Regions from separate parts of the Mus musculus genome. Here region 2 is linked to region 1. Evidence: chromatin contacts called from public Hi-C data. All regions are on one chromosome and are shown on one strand. The core of a region is the stretch at or near the end of the contact, and the rest is flanking DNA. Distances in the headings are between cores, read along the strand shown. Region 1 overlaps Dennd1a (DENN/MADD domain containing 1A). Region 2 overlaps Nek6 (NIMA (never in mitosis gene a)-related expressed kinase 6).

The links. Hi-C and Micro-C count contacts between places; a contact is called where the count stands out from the background.
Region 2: a Hi-C map of cerebellum shows a contact between it and region 1, with 4 times the contacts expected there. The contact joins two enhancer-like sites. A contact is called at or near these places in 1 of 15 datasets of contacts at CTCF or cohesin (large pre-B cells), 2 of 484 Hi-C or Micro-C datasets (cerebellum and cortical neurons) and 2 of 115 datasets of contacts at active chromatin or transcription factors (embryonic basal ganglia and embryonic stem cells).

Annotation. Positions count from the first base shown.
Region 1 is chr2:37,810,299-37,813,194 of GRCm38.p6, reverse strand. All of the region lies in intron 20 of Dennd1a (DENN/MADD domain containing 1A), which reads left to right. Among named protein-coding and RNA genes, the nearest start is that of Crb2, 35 kb to the right of the region's middle. Within about 2 kb of position 1,449, at least 6 of the 459 cell types and tissues checked have an H3K27ac peak or open chromatin away from gene starts, as enhancers often do. A contact at or near this core is called in cerebellum, where this site is marked.
Region 2 is chr2:38,538,308-38,541,203 of GRCm38.p6, reverse strand. The region is part of intron 1 of Nek6 (NIMA (never in mitosis gene a)-related expressed kinase 6); the gene reads right to left. Among named protein-coding and RNA genes, the nearest start is that of Gm35808, 6.3 kb to the right of the region's middle. Within about 2 kb of position 1,358, at least 30 of the 459 cell types and tissues checked have an H3K27ac peak or open chromatin away from gene starts, as enhancers often do. A contact at or near this core is called in cerebellum, where this site is marked.

The sequences.
Region 1 (2,896 bases), core at 200-2,699:
ACATAGCTAGTTAGTAGCACCACTGGTTACACAGCTAGTTAGTAGCAGAGCTGAGCTTCAATTCTACCTCTTGAAAACGAAACCAGTACACCCATCAGTGCTTCGAATATGTCTGTCCTGTCCAACTTAGTGGACAGGAACCACACTGCCTCATCCCTTGTACCAGATCTGCATCCCTTGGGTTCTGAGCAGCCAGCAGCACTGGAAATTCTCTAGGTGGGAACAAGTGCAGGTGTGCCAGCCGCATAGACAGTCTGCACCGATTGGAGCCCACACTGCTGAGTGGCAGCAGTGCATTTGTCTCAAGTGTGCTTTGTGGCCCCTGTACCAAAGCCTCAGAAGGTGAAAACGGATTGGAAGCCATTGCCAGAAGCATTTTGTGAGGACCGTGACCCAAGTCTGCATCTCAGAACACTTCCTCTTGTGTCGCTGTACAGAAGACAAGCTACCCTAGCACTATGGACGTGCTTCACATCCGTCAGTGTCAGATGTCAAAGGAGCCAAGCCCTTTACCTCCTGTATAGCCCAGCACTACCCCAATGCTAGAGTTGGTCATTTGGACAGAGGCCTGGTGCACAGGTGGACTTCCCCATGCTCAAGGTGGCATCCCAGTCTGCCACCTTTGAGGTGCCAAGGCTTCACTTCCTGACAGTATCCAGAGAAGCCACAGTCACATCCTAAATAGGGGGACACATGACCTACCATTCCTCCTCACCTCTTCAACAATGGCCAGTCAGCCCCCAACACCCTGACGGTTACATCACATCACAGACTTTCTCCCTGTGCCCGAGCCCAGAGTGTGAGCCTACACTGATAAATTTCCTCTGGATACACACTTGAAGGCATTTGTTTGTAGAAGCATACATGTAGACAGACACACAAACACACACACTCACACTTATGCGCACACGCACATGGACATGCATATACACATACCTGTGCTCCAAGCTTCTCCAGGGAGAAGTTATATACCTCAACCTTGACTTTGACTGCCAAGCCAGTGCTTATCCAGACTTCTGCTCAAAGGTGTCTCCCGAATGGAGGGATGTAGGAATTGGTGAAGGCAGATGCCTGCCACTCATAGTCCACTAACCCTGGAGATCAACCAGGTGCCAGTAAACAACCACAAACACCTAATGAACATTTACTGTGTGCCAGGTGTGCGTGGAATGTAACTGTGAGGCTGCTAGCACCTCGCCTCCTCTGACCCTGCAAGAGCTGGAAGCTGCCACCAGCCCAGCAGCAAGTCTCTAGGATGCCAGCTGGGCCTGGGCCCCAGGGGGCAGGGGCAGCTGTCTTGGTGCTACCCCCTGGCAGGCTGCCAATTCCCACTGCCTGAGCAGCCAGAAGTCCAAACACCTCACAGAAGGTCACAAACCCAATTAGCAGAGTGAGAGGCCCCTGACCTGACTCACTGCCCTCCCCAGTGGATTCTGGGTGGTAGAGACAAAGAGAAGCCTGAAGCCAGATGAGGCACTGGAACCAGGATTAGAAAAGCAGGAACCAACAGAAGCCCTCATCCAAGAGTGTGTAAACTGGCGGTGTTGCCACGTCCACCTCTACCCCCACTTGACAATGGCTAATGGTGACTAGAGACAGCAGTAGTCCATTTGTTTCAATGGCTATTTATGTGACTGAGTGCAAAAGTCCAGTCAAGAAAAGCTGCGCTCACGTGACAGCATCCTCCACACACACACAGGGAAGCCATTTCCCATCTGCTGTCACTACAGGGGAAGCCTCTAGGAGTCAGCCTCCAAAGGCTGTACCACTTAGCTGAGGCCTCACCCTGGCGTAATAGCTTGTTGGTTAACCATCCCGAGCCCAGCCAGGACAGTGTGAGCCCCTTTCAAATACAAAGGAGCCAACCCACTAGCAAGTGAAACAACTTGCCCTGGGACTGACCGAGTCACACCCCTAGGACTGCCAGTGCCCCATCTCCTGCCTGCTGCTGCCATGGTCCTCAGGCAGGCATGGTTGTCCTAAGGGCAAAGGGCTGAGATAGGTGTCTCCATTCTCCCTCCCGATCTCCACTTTCCCTCCTACACAGACCCCCAAAGAGTAACAATGTCTTATTCCTGTGTGTGTCCACCTGGTAACTTGGCAAGGACCATCTCAGGCCATGCTTAGACCATATGTCAATGCCATGCAGGCATTAGAGAATTCTGTTGGAAGAAAGGATGGCCACAGTGGTTGCATTAGTGGAGACTAGAAATGTCTCCTGTTCCTGATGCAGCCCAGCCACCTGGCCACACATCACCTCCGCCTACCCAACCATCCATCCTTGTGCTATTCTGAGGCCACCAACCCCAGGTCCTCCCTCTCCTGAACACCCCCATCCTTGATGCTCTTAGATGCATTCCTGGCCATCAAGCTACACTTACTCTGCCCAGGATCAAAGTGCGGAGTCTATACCATTGTCCAGGGATCCTCATCGGAGAGTCTGTGAGCCATGGGTACCCTGATCCTCAATCCCTGACCCCTGATCTCCTAGTAGAGCCAGTCTCCAAGGGAGTGGAGTGACCTGGGTTCTTGCTGATGACAGTAGGAATTATCACAGGCAGCAGAATACCCTTGTTCTGATGGTGACTGGTGATGGCAGTGTCCCTTGTTCCTCGTCAGATATTCATGAAACTGAGCACAAAGGTCCCTGTACACCTAGTTCCTCTCTCAGCACAGCAACCCTTGGCTTTCGGGAGCAGCACCAGGTCCAGCTCCCAGAAGTACTCAGCCTTGCTTCAGAGACCCTTCTGCTTTTTTAGCCACTTCCAACCTTGTGGTTGGGGGACTGGCTCTGTATCATAGGGTTGAGGAGATCTGGAAACTATAGGTAAGGCTTGCTGGATGACATCCATGTGCTGGGATACAGCCAGTGTAGGACCATCTCTTCATCCCTGAC
Region 2 (2,896 bases), core at 109-2,608, 730 kb before region 1:
CAGCCTGGAGATATCATCCCTTCTGCCCTAGACAACTCAATCAAAGGGATTCCCCACCCCAACCCCCGAGCTCTTGGACACCTGGCACTTGGACACTGGATGCCAGGAGGGAAGAGAGATCCTTCCCTTATCCCCATGTTCTACCCCACCAAGCACGACAGTCCTTGTTGGCCCTTTAAAAGCTTAGCCCTTCTCGGGCTTAGTGGGGAAAAGGCTCACTGAGCAAGTGTGAGACCCAAGTCAGCTGACACAGTAGTGTGTCTGTACTCCCGCGCCTTCTGTGAGATGGGAGCACAGGGCAGCAGAATCCCTGGAAGCTTGCAGCCTGGCTAGCTTAGTGCATGCAGCCACAGACAAGGAGACTCAAATAAGGTAGATGGCAAGGGCTAACCCTTGAGGTTGATCTCTGGACCCCCATATGTATTCACACACATGGACGCACTAACATGCATAAGGGGGCGGGTCTTTAATATAAATGACAGCTTGGCTCTTCCTATTATTTGTATGCTGGACAAGGCCTATCTGCTGACCATGAAAGAGGGTTTGTCAAACACCAACGCCAGTCTTGAGCCCCGTCTCTGCCACATCCCCCACTATGTGCCCAGGTCTTCTCATAGGTTACATGGGGACAAGGACAGCATCTCCTCTCCCAGAATGCTAGAGGACTAGATGACATTACAAGGGTCAGAAGTGCTCAGCTCTGAGCCTGGCTCCCAACAGACACCCAAACAGTGGGGCCATTGTTCTGATTCCATCCTTACTCTCCTACTGTGCTTTGCTCTTTAGAACAAGGCCATAGGTCCAGGAACTGTGGTCTTAGTAGAGCATTCCCAGACTTTCTTTCTCCTCCCCCTCTTCTCCAAGCCCTTCAGATGCCTCTTCTACGCAGAAACCGAGCTGAAAACTGGGAAACCCAGGATGCCATAAACAAAAGCCCCTGTTCTTACTGGGGCCACAGGCCAGAAAGGCATCTAACAGAGCCTCAAGAAGAGGGAAGAGCGGTCACACACAGCTTCTTGCTACCAAGTACCCCTCCATCCCTCTCAATAGCTGGAAAGGTGGGCAGGGCTGGACTGAGAGGAAAGGAGTTCCCAGCAGAGGACACAGAAGAGTCAAAGGTACAGTGGCAGGCTGGGTTGTAGCCCTTCCATAGGCCACCATGTCCTCTGTGCTCTTACAGGGTGTGAGGATAGCATCGACTGCCCCCGGGCCTGCTCCAGGCCTCGCTCCACAGGCCACACCTGCCTTCCCCAGAACAAGAGCCACTTCTACCCTGCACCCCATCTGCAGGAGCACTGCTGTGAGGGCTGACACTGGCATATGGTAGCTGAAGCTCCAGAGGCCGTGCTGTGCCAGACTCTGGCACAAGGGCTCGGCCACCTGCCAATACACCTTCCCTGCCGGCCCCAACTGTCGGGCATATGCCTACTGCCGGCTCCCTTGGTGACAGTTGCTGGGCCCAGGCCAGCCATCCATAGGGGCTGGACTCTAAGGCCACATCCGGGGGTATATGATTCTCCCAAGGAGGAGGTGCTCAAAGACCTGTGTCTTCTATGACCCTATTAGTCTGCTTCATAGAAAGGTTCCAGGCAAGGTAGATGAGGGCTTCCTGAGTGACAGTGAGCTCCCTTCACAATCTCCAGTGACACTGTCTTAGTCCAGTCCTGTCCACCCACACAGCCACCTAATCACAGGCTCTGCAGCTACCTCCTGACCAGACACTTGCTACACCTGAGTTAGATCTGGGACATGTAGCCATTTTTTTTCAAAGGGTAAGGTTTTGTTTTACATGTGTGAGGGTGCAGCATGTGTGTATTTGGGTGTATGTTCACACATGTGCGGAGACCAGAATTTGTGGTCAGTATCTTTCTCTGCTCCCCACTTCATTCGCAGACACAGGGTTCCTCTCTGAATGTGAAGCCTGACCTGGGGCTCCTCTGCCTGCCTCCCAAGCATAGAGACCACAGCTAGACCACCACACTGCTTCAGGTGTGGTGCTAATTTAGGTGCTGGTGATCTGCATGCTGTATGTTTTATCCGCTGGGCCATCTCCCCAGCCCCTAATAGGTGGCCACTTTTAACTCCACCTGAGGGAGGCTGGCTCTAGGTTGTGGCATACAAGGCACGGTGGCCCAGGACATACAACCTGGGTGCTCACAGTGCTGCTTGGACTGTATCTGGGCCTCAGATTACCTACAATGTAGGTCTGGGATGATCCTTTTGGATCCACTGGGATGCCCTGAAACTGAACTAGATATGAGTCTCATATTCAATCACATGCTTGCTTCTGGGAAGAAAGCAGCTCTTCCAGGCCTAGTAGAGCAAGGCCTAGGATCTGTTCTCTGGCCTGAGGACACTTTCTGCACGCTGCTGCCAGACTCATAGCCACGTGTGGGCTCCCAGGCCTGCTGTGGGCTCCCAATCACGGCCACAGTGGCGGTAATGCATGGAAAGAACACTACAGCCAGAGTTCCCCCCAACTACTAGCTGCTGGGCCAAACCGGCTGAGGACACTGGCAGTGAGTACGCTCACAAAGTCACCCTGCAAGGCAGTCTTGGGCACCTACGGATGACGAAACAGCCTTGCCCACTGCGTTCCAGCTGGAGTGGCAGAGCTTGGCTGAGAACTCACGCCTGCGACCACCCCTGGGTGAGCTGCATCCCCCCTGCCTTCTGAGAAGAAGCAAATGTGTGAGGTTGGGAACAACCAGACCAAAGTGCTTCTCACTACACTGTTTGGAGGGATCAAGGAGGCTTCTTCAGTCCAGGCTCTGAAGTCTGAGAGCTCCGGGTTCAAATCCCACGCTGCCTCTGTCTAGCAATCTGAATGTGGGCCAGTGCCCCAGCTATGTCTATAATTCTGTCTTCTGAAAACAGGGGCCTTTCAGGACCCACC